2 separate regions of the Mus musculus genome follow, and region 1 is linked to region 2. Evidence: chromatin contacts called from public Hi-C data. All regions are on one chromosome and are shown on one strand. The core of a region is the stretch at or near the end of the contact, and the rest is flanking DNA. Distances in the headings are between cores, read along the strand shown. Region 1 overlaps Gm33958 (a long non-coding RNA gene). Region 2 has its middle 47 kb from the start of Gm29676.

What was found. Hi-C and Micro-C count contacts between places; a contact is called where the count stands out from the background.
Region 1: a contact with region 2 is called in a Hi-C map of uterus, with 2.7 times the contacts expected there. The contact joins two enhancer-like sites. A contact is called at or near these places in 1 of 15 datasets of contacts at CTCF or cohesin (CD8 T cells), 13 of 484 Hi-C or Micro-C datasets (CD4 T cells, brain, cerebellar granule neurons and 6 more) and 2 of 115 datasets of contacts at active chromatin or transcription factors (bone marrow-derived macrophages and embryonic stem cells).

Annotation. Positions count from the first base shown.
Region 1 is chr13:44,381,331-44,385,050 of GRCm38.p6, forward strand. The region is part of intron 2 of Gm33958 (a long non-coding RNA gene); the gene reads right to left. Among named protein-coding and RNA genes, the nearest start is that of Gm33958, 17 kb to the right of the region's middle. Within about 2 kb of position 2,136, at least 9 of the 459 cell types and tissues checked have an H3K27ac peak or open chromatin away from gene starts, as enhancers often do. A contact at or near this core is called in muscle stem cells and uterus, where this site is marked.
Region 2 is chr13:44,305,186-44,308,745 of GRCm38.p6, forward strand. No RefSeq gene overlaps it. Among named protein-coding and RNA genes, the nearest start is that of Gm29676, 47 kb to the left of the region's middle. Within about 2 kb of position 1,451, at least 86 of the 459 cell types and tissues checked have an H3K27ac peak or open chromatin away from gene starts, as enhancers often do. A contact at or near this core is called in muscle stem cells and uterus, where this site is marked.

The sequences.
Region 1 (3,720 bases), core at 886-3,385, 77 kb after region 2:
ACATATAGACAAAAAGTGCTCATTTTTGGTGTATGCTTCCAGGCTGATCAGAATCCATCCTGAGCAAACAGCCAGAGCAGGAAGTTGACAGCATCTCCATAGATACGCAGGAAGCAGAGAGAACAAATGGAAGTGAGGTGAGGCTACGAACTCTCAAAGTCTGCTCCCTTTGACAAACTTCTGCCAGTAAGGCTCCCTCCCCAGAGTACTACCAACCAGGAATCAAGGGTTTAAAATCCTGGGCTTATGAGGGGCATATCTCATTCAAATGACCACAAAAGCCAATTTTTTTGTTACCCCTGGAAGCATGAAACATCCTAAGAGCCCTTGTCCACTCTGAAAAGTCACAAGCTCAGACAACTGGCCTTAAGGCATCAACGCAACCTTGTTTCCCCCAATGTTATAAAAATTTATATTACCGTCCAATCATTTTTTCCTATTGCAATACTGGCATACACTTGGAGAAACTCGGCAATCTGGTTTCCATCATGACCTCAGCCAGAGGACTCAATAAACTTGACTCAAGTTCTCTGTTTACCTCATTCGCTTGTCGTCCCCTTCATTGAAATTCCACTTGGTTCAATGACCTCTCGGTTTTTTCCCTACTTTGCCTGCTGGTATTGTCCATCCATCAAGGTCCATGACCCTCCACTAGGGGCAGTTCATTTCCACAGTCCCTTTTGGGATTCACAGTTCACATTTGCATATAAAAAGGCAGTCACCAGCCTGACCAAAAAATAGCTTCCATTGTCTGCTCTTCAAATGAGTCTAAATAGAATCTTAGACATTTGGAGCTGAAAGAGCCCTGAGAGATCACCCAGCCATTCTTCTAACTTTATAAATAAAAGAGCAGATCTATGGGATTCTGTGACTTGACAGGGAAAATAACACAACCAGGTTTTCTGAGTCCAGTCCACAGCCAGAGGAGGTGGTTGGAGCATCCTTCAAGCTCAAGGTATGTGAGATGAAGCCACAGTAGACAATAAATGCGATGATGTCTCAAGGAGTGAGATCAGAGATCCCTCTCAGAGATGCTGTCTTGGTGGGGACGGACTCAGAAGTGAGAAAGATTTTAAGGAAGTGGCATCAGGAGAGACCTCTCCATTCACTGGGCAGGAGGAGGCTTAGGAGGCCAACCTAATTCCCATTCTTCCTTTAAACAGCTGAAAGCTCCTAACAGCCCTGCACCCCATCGGGCAAATGACAGACAGAACAATTGTCTTGTGGTCCCCTTAGAGCACACTTTGAGATTCCGTGATTCAAGTCTTTTCTTTTAAATTATTCTGCCTTCATCTTTAGCATCTCTTCTCTTGGGAGTTTATTGTTTGCGACAACCTATGTAGCCTCAAATTCAAGATCCTCCTGCCTCAGCTCTCCAAATACTGGGATCTAAGGTATAAAGCACCTACCCTGCCACCTTCTCTCTGATTTTAAACACACGAACCACCAACTCTTGCTCAGGAACCCTTTATTCCACGAGCATTCAGGTCTTGTCTGGAAGGGTGGGGGGATTTTTCTTTTGTTTTGTTTTGTCCTGAGTGTTAAGTCTCCTCAAGATTCTTAAATATAAACATCATTTTAAAGTATTAATAAGCTAGAGAAGGCCTCATGGTATAACCTAGTAATCTCTGCTACTTGAGAGGCTGAGGCAAAAGGACTGGAAATTCAAGGCCTACCTGAGCTCTGAAGCATGGTCAAGAACAGCTCAGGTAACTTAGTGAGACCTTAAAGAAAAAGTATTTACACACACACACACACATCACACACATCACACACACACACACACACACACACACACATCACACACATCACACATACATACATGAATGTAAGTTAGCAATAGAGTACTTGTTTACCATAAGTGGGTTCAAACCTCAACACACACAAACACACACACACACACACACACACACACACACACACACGATAAAAGAAAACCAACCCAAGTGTTCATGGACACTGCTCTGGTCTTAAACCAATATCAAATCCCACTCCCCTCCTGGAATCCCTGAAAGCATATAGCTTTTTATTTGCTAAGTTCTATCATGTGTTCTATTTCTGTAGCAAGACCTAGGACTCTCAGCAATTGCAAGTTCCTGGGACAGCACCGTGACTCCATCTGGTTGTCTCTGCCACAGCATGCAGCAGTACCAAATCACAGCGGCCTCCCCTTAAAGGGACAGCAGGCTCTCCTGCTTCAAGTCTGTGAGATTGCTTTAAAACACCAGTGTTCAACTGTTGCATGTATTTAAAGAACGTCCGTGGCCCCCAGAACCTCTGGGCGCGAGTACAAAATACTGTTCCGAGGGGAGCCCGCAGCAGCTCTCAGTGTTCTACTTGCTGTTCATTATCACGCTTTAACCAGCGAGACAGAGAGCGTCAACAAGGACCAACTATAAGAAACATATGATCCTTGTTCACACTTACATAAAATAGTGACAGTGCTGTTAGTAATTAGTCACCAGATCCTCTCTGCTTTGTTCTTTGGCATTAGTAATACGCCACATGAAGTTTTACACCAAATTAACATGACTCCCATTTGACTGTTTCGGAACACTTTGAAAATGTGCTGACTCCCTTTCTACAGGAAGAGATGCGTCTGGCTGAAGATGGGCTCTTGGATTGCTTGCTTCCGGCCTCGAGAACAGAGAGATCCCTTTCAGCCTGGCCCATAAAGATCCAGAGCCATACTGTCCTGGCTTGATGGCCTTTGGTGAAGGAGCTTGTCTAACACTGATAGCAGAAGCTATGTTGCTCTGCCTGGGGAACATAGTGAGATGGCTCAGCGGGTGAAGGCTGCCCACCGAGCCTGAATCCTGAGTTTGATATCAAGAATCCATGTGACTAGAGAGGAGAACTGACTCCCAAACCTTGTCTTCTGACCTCCACATGTGTTCTGTGAAATGGGTGTACTCAGGCAGGGACTCACACACCTAATGCTAAATAAATGGTATTTTTAAACTTTATTAACATTAATCCATCAAATAGTCATCTTAACAGATAAAAGAGATGAAGATAAATTCAGGCTATCGAAAGGACAGTTGCATCACTGGGACTCAGTTCTGCTCCATGGTCAGCTTGAGGACAGAAACATGAACCAGCATGCGTGGGATTAATGTTAAGCTGCTTTGTCATCAATGCTAAATCTGTTGATTCAGGTTTTGATTTCCTGTCTGTACAAAGCCATGTGTGGTAGCACAGGCCCGTTACACCAGTACTTGAAAGAATGAGTGGGAAGATTACACAGTTGAGGACCAACCTGAGATGCATGGTGAGTTAGAAGAGCTTGGACCACATAACTGGAAAAGAGAAAAGAAGGAAGGAAAGAAGGAAGGGAAGAAGGAAGGAAGAAAGGGAAAGGATGGTTATCCATTGACATCCAAACTCCTTATGACAGTGAATAGAATGGTAAATATATAGATAACTTCCATTTTAAAGAAAGAAAAATACTTTGGAGATTTGTGAGGATTCAACAGGATCCCAAACTTAGCTTCACATTCTGTTGCCAGAGAGTTGGTTTTTACATTAAGTAAAGGGGAAAACTGTCGCAGGATTTTCCCTGTCCAATTACATTAGTGCAGGGCAGGTCTGTGATTGGACAGGGAAAAGGGAGGCAGAGTTAAGAGTTGCTCAGACAGGGAGTGACTCAGGGTAGGAGAAGAAGGAAGATGGCTGCGGACATGAACCCACATGGTGTTTGCTAGCCACAAGTAGCTATGA
Region 2 (3,560 bases), core at 201-2,700:
GTGAAATGGCTAGGAATGACATCTGGTGTCAGAAGACTGTGGACTTAAATTTCAGATCCCAGTCACCCACTGCTCTGACTTGAATGTGAACCGCTCTTCATAGGCTTGTGTGTTTGAACGTTGGTCTCCAGCTGGTGGCGCTGTTGTGAGATCTTCCGAAGATGGAGCCCTGCATCATCAGGGGTGGGCCTTGAGGTTCGGTAGCACAGCCCCACTTCCTCCTGTTCTCCCTCTGCTTCCCCAAGTTCCTCCCACCAAGTCTTCCCCACTATAATGGCCTGTATCTCCTCTGGAACAGTAAGTCAAATAGTCTTTTTGTCAAAATGACTTGGCTTGTGTGAGGAAGGTGTGCAGTCATGGAGGGAAAACTCTCATGCCAGTGCCTGCCATACACTAGAGATCCAGACAGCAAGCATCACAGAAGGAAAAAAGGGAAGTTGGTAGAAGGGAGGGAGGAGAGAGGGATGGACGGAGGAAGGAAAGCTACAAATACATTCTAAGAAGACATTATCAGTGTTAGGTATCAAACCAAGGACAAGTCTCACTCAATACCTGTGGCTCCGCCCAGCTTTCCCAGCATCCCTCAGTACCTAGGGCTCCTCCCAGCTCTCCCAGCATCCCTCAGTACTCGTGTCTCCTCCCAGCATTCCTCAGTACATGTGGCTCCTCCCAGCACTTCTCACCTCACTCCCTACCATAAACCTTTCTCTTCCAGGGGCTGGGCTTCCCTTCCCCCCAGCTTTAGGTCTCTATATAACTTGGCCATTTTGGCTACCCCTATCTCACAGTCTGAGTTGCCTCTCTTGCTCTCTCCTCTCCTCTCCTCTCCTCTCCTCTCCTCTCCTCTCCTCTCCTCTCCTCTCCTCTCCTCTCCTCTCCTCTCCTCTCCTCTCCTGGTCCGTTTTAGTAGGCCAACCATGTTCACCCTGGACCCTTCGCTCTGCCTGCTTTCTCCCTTATATCTACAATAAAAATCTCCGTAGTCTAGAAGTAGTCACGTCTTCCTCTTTTATTTCATTCCTTTTTTTTCCCCCCCATTCCATCAGCAAATCCTTTAAAATACCCGAACTGAGTCTTCAGGCAAGCCCAAGAGAGCAACGGAAACCTCGCCAGGAGATGAACTTTTAGGACACGAGGTTGTTAGTCACATGTATGCTGCAGATGACTCAAAAATAAACACTGCCCTGTGACAGCTCTGGGCCTGGAGCTCTGATGCCACTCCCTCCAAGCTAGCCTGGGAACCAAGTCCCCTCCGCCATTGAGAGCTGGCCTCTCACTCCTCACATGGCATGGACTTTCCTTCCAAGAGCTCAGCTACATGGTTATGTAAGGCTCTCCTGTATTCCTGGGCCAAGAACTGAGTCAGCCGCCTGCTTAGATAGGTCAGTTCAGGAAACCAAACCACACAGCCCGGGAGGTAGAGAAGCCAGTGAACCTGCTGCGAGCTGGCTGTCCTCGGGGGCAGCCAGAACGCCTCCTTCTGACCCGGGAGTGTGGAATCCAAGCCTCTCTGCAGGTCAGGCCGAAGGACCTTTGAACCAAGACTCTCTGTGGCCGCGTTGTTTAGGGATCAAAACTGTTCACTTGGCTCCTCTGACAACCTTTTCCCACACAAGCATGCAATACTTTCACAGTACCAAAACCCTCACTGTCTAAAGACTCCATTCCAAACAGCTGTTCCTGGAGGCTGAGAGAACCTTCTAGAACAGCTGTTCTCAGCCTGGCTGAGTCGATGCCTCTGGAGATGGGCCCAGAGAATTGAGGAGGAACAATTTAAGTTCTTCAAGTGTTTGGGCTGTGTGTTTTAGAACTCGCCATTGGAGATTTTCAGTGATGCTAAAGCTATCACTGGTCTGGGTAAAGATACATCAGACGTGATTATCACAACGCTCAGGTCCTTTCCTTCCTCTCGCCTCCATCCCTGACAATAACCAGGACAAACCAGATCCCTAACCTTGCTTGGTCTCTCAACCTCAGGGTTAACTGAAGCTGGGTCCCCTCCAACACCCTTCTGTTATCCTCTGAACCTAAACACAGCCCAAAGAGAACTGTGACAGAGTTGGGAGTCTTGAAAGTCTGATGATAGACGCCAAGCCATTCGGAAGGATCCTGCTACAAAAACAGGCCGTCGGGGAAAGACGGAGAATGCGTTCCCACTAGGGAAGAAGCCCCTGCAGGATAGAATGCCCTCTCTTTTGTTCTAGCATCTTCTGCAATGGTCTGGAGAGACGCTTCAGTATAGTGCTTTCCTTACAAGCACAAGTACTCGAGTTCGATTCCTAGAACCCATCTTTGGGGTGAGGGAGCTGCCAGGCATGTGTGATCCCAAAGCTAAGGAGGTGGAAACAGGAAAGTTCCTGGAGCTGACCAGCCAGACAGCCTACCTTACCGGGTAAGTAACAAGCCAGAGAAAGACTGTGAACCACTCCTGGGGAATGACCATCAAGTGTGCTCACGCACAGACACAAAAGCCACTTCTGGCTTGCTCAGCACTTTACACAGTCTCAGGGGCCCAGCAGAAGCTTCCAAGGAATGGACAGGAATGGCCACTGCAAATAGAAGATCTGTCTGCAAGAGGTCGCACTTTAACTTGTCTGCCACCAATTGGTTTAAAATAAAGTGCCACAGGTAACTGCAGCATTTCACCGGTTTTTTTGGTTTTTTTTTTTTGTTTTGTTTTTTGTTTTTTGTTTTTTTTTTTTAGGAAAAACAACAGCAATGGTTCCTCTTGCCTAGCCCAGGATCCATCCCTAGGACTGAAAAGAAGGGGGAGCTGGAGAGGAGAGGGGGAATATGATAGAGGATGTGATGAAGAGCCAGCCAGCCTCCTTTCTTTCTCTGTGCCTCAGTTTCCCTACCAAATTCGGACATCTGAACCCCATTCACTGGAAGCTAAGTGGAGCTTCAGCCGTCCCAATTTTCAACAATTCACATGTTCCCCCCCACACACACACACACCTCACAAGCCCCTCCCCCACTTTTTTTTCCCCTTTTGATTCATTCCCGAAAGCTTCTATTATCAATCACTGCATGAGGTAAATTTTCAAATCAGCAGTCAGGGTTTTTAAGCCGCATGACTCCTATTACAGGCAAAAGGAAGCAGGTGACCAACACCAACGCAATCTCAAAAATCCACACTGCGGGCGGGCGGGAGGGCGGGCCTTCCTCCGTTCATTCCCTCATTTCCATGGCTTGCATCAAGGATGGGTTTTTAACAAAGCCTTTCCTGAGGAAGGCGCTACCATTCACAGGGGGCCGAAGGGAACAAGGAAGAGAAAACAGGGAACTAAATAAGGAAAGGAAGAACAGAATCCGAGCACACACATGTCCGTGCACGTGTCCCTTTGGGGTGTTTGAGCATCTCCCAGCAGGCTCCAATAGGATTTGTCTTGAAACTGCCTGTTCCTGTGCTCTCTCGTTCTCTCTCTCTCTCTCTCTCTCTCTCTCTCTCTCTCTCTCTCTCTCTCTCTCCTCAATCTTTCTGACTGGCTAAGCCACTCCCCTTCCAATGTCCCTAACTGTGCTCTCCTTACCTCAGGCATTTTCCCATCCCAAGAGGA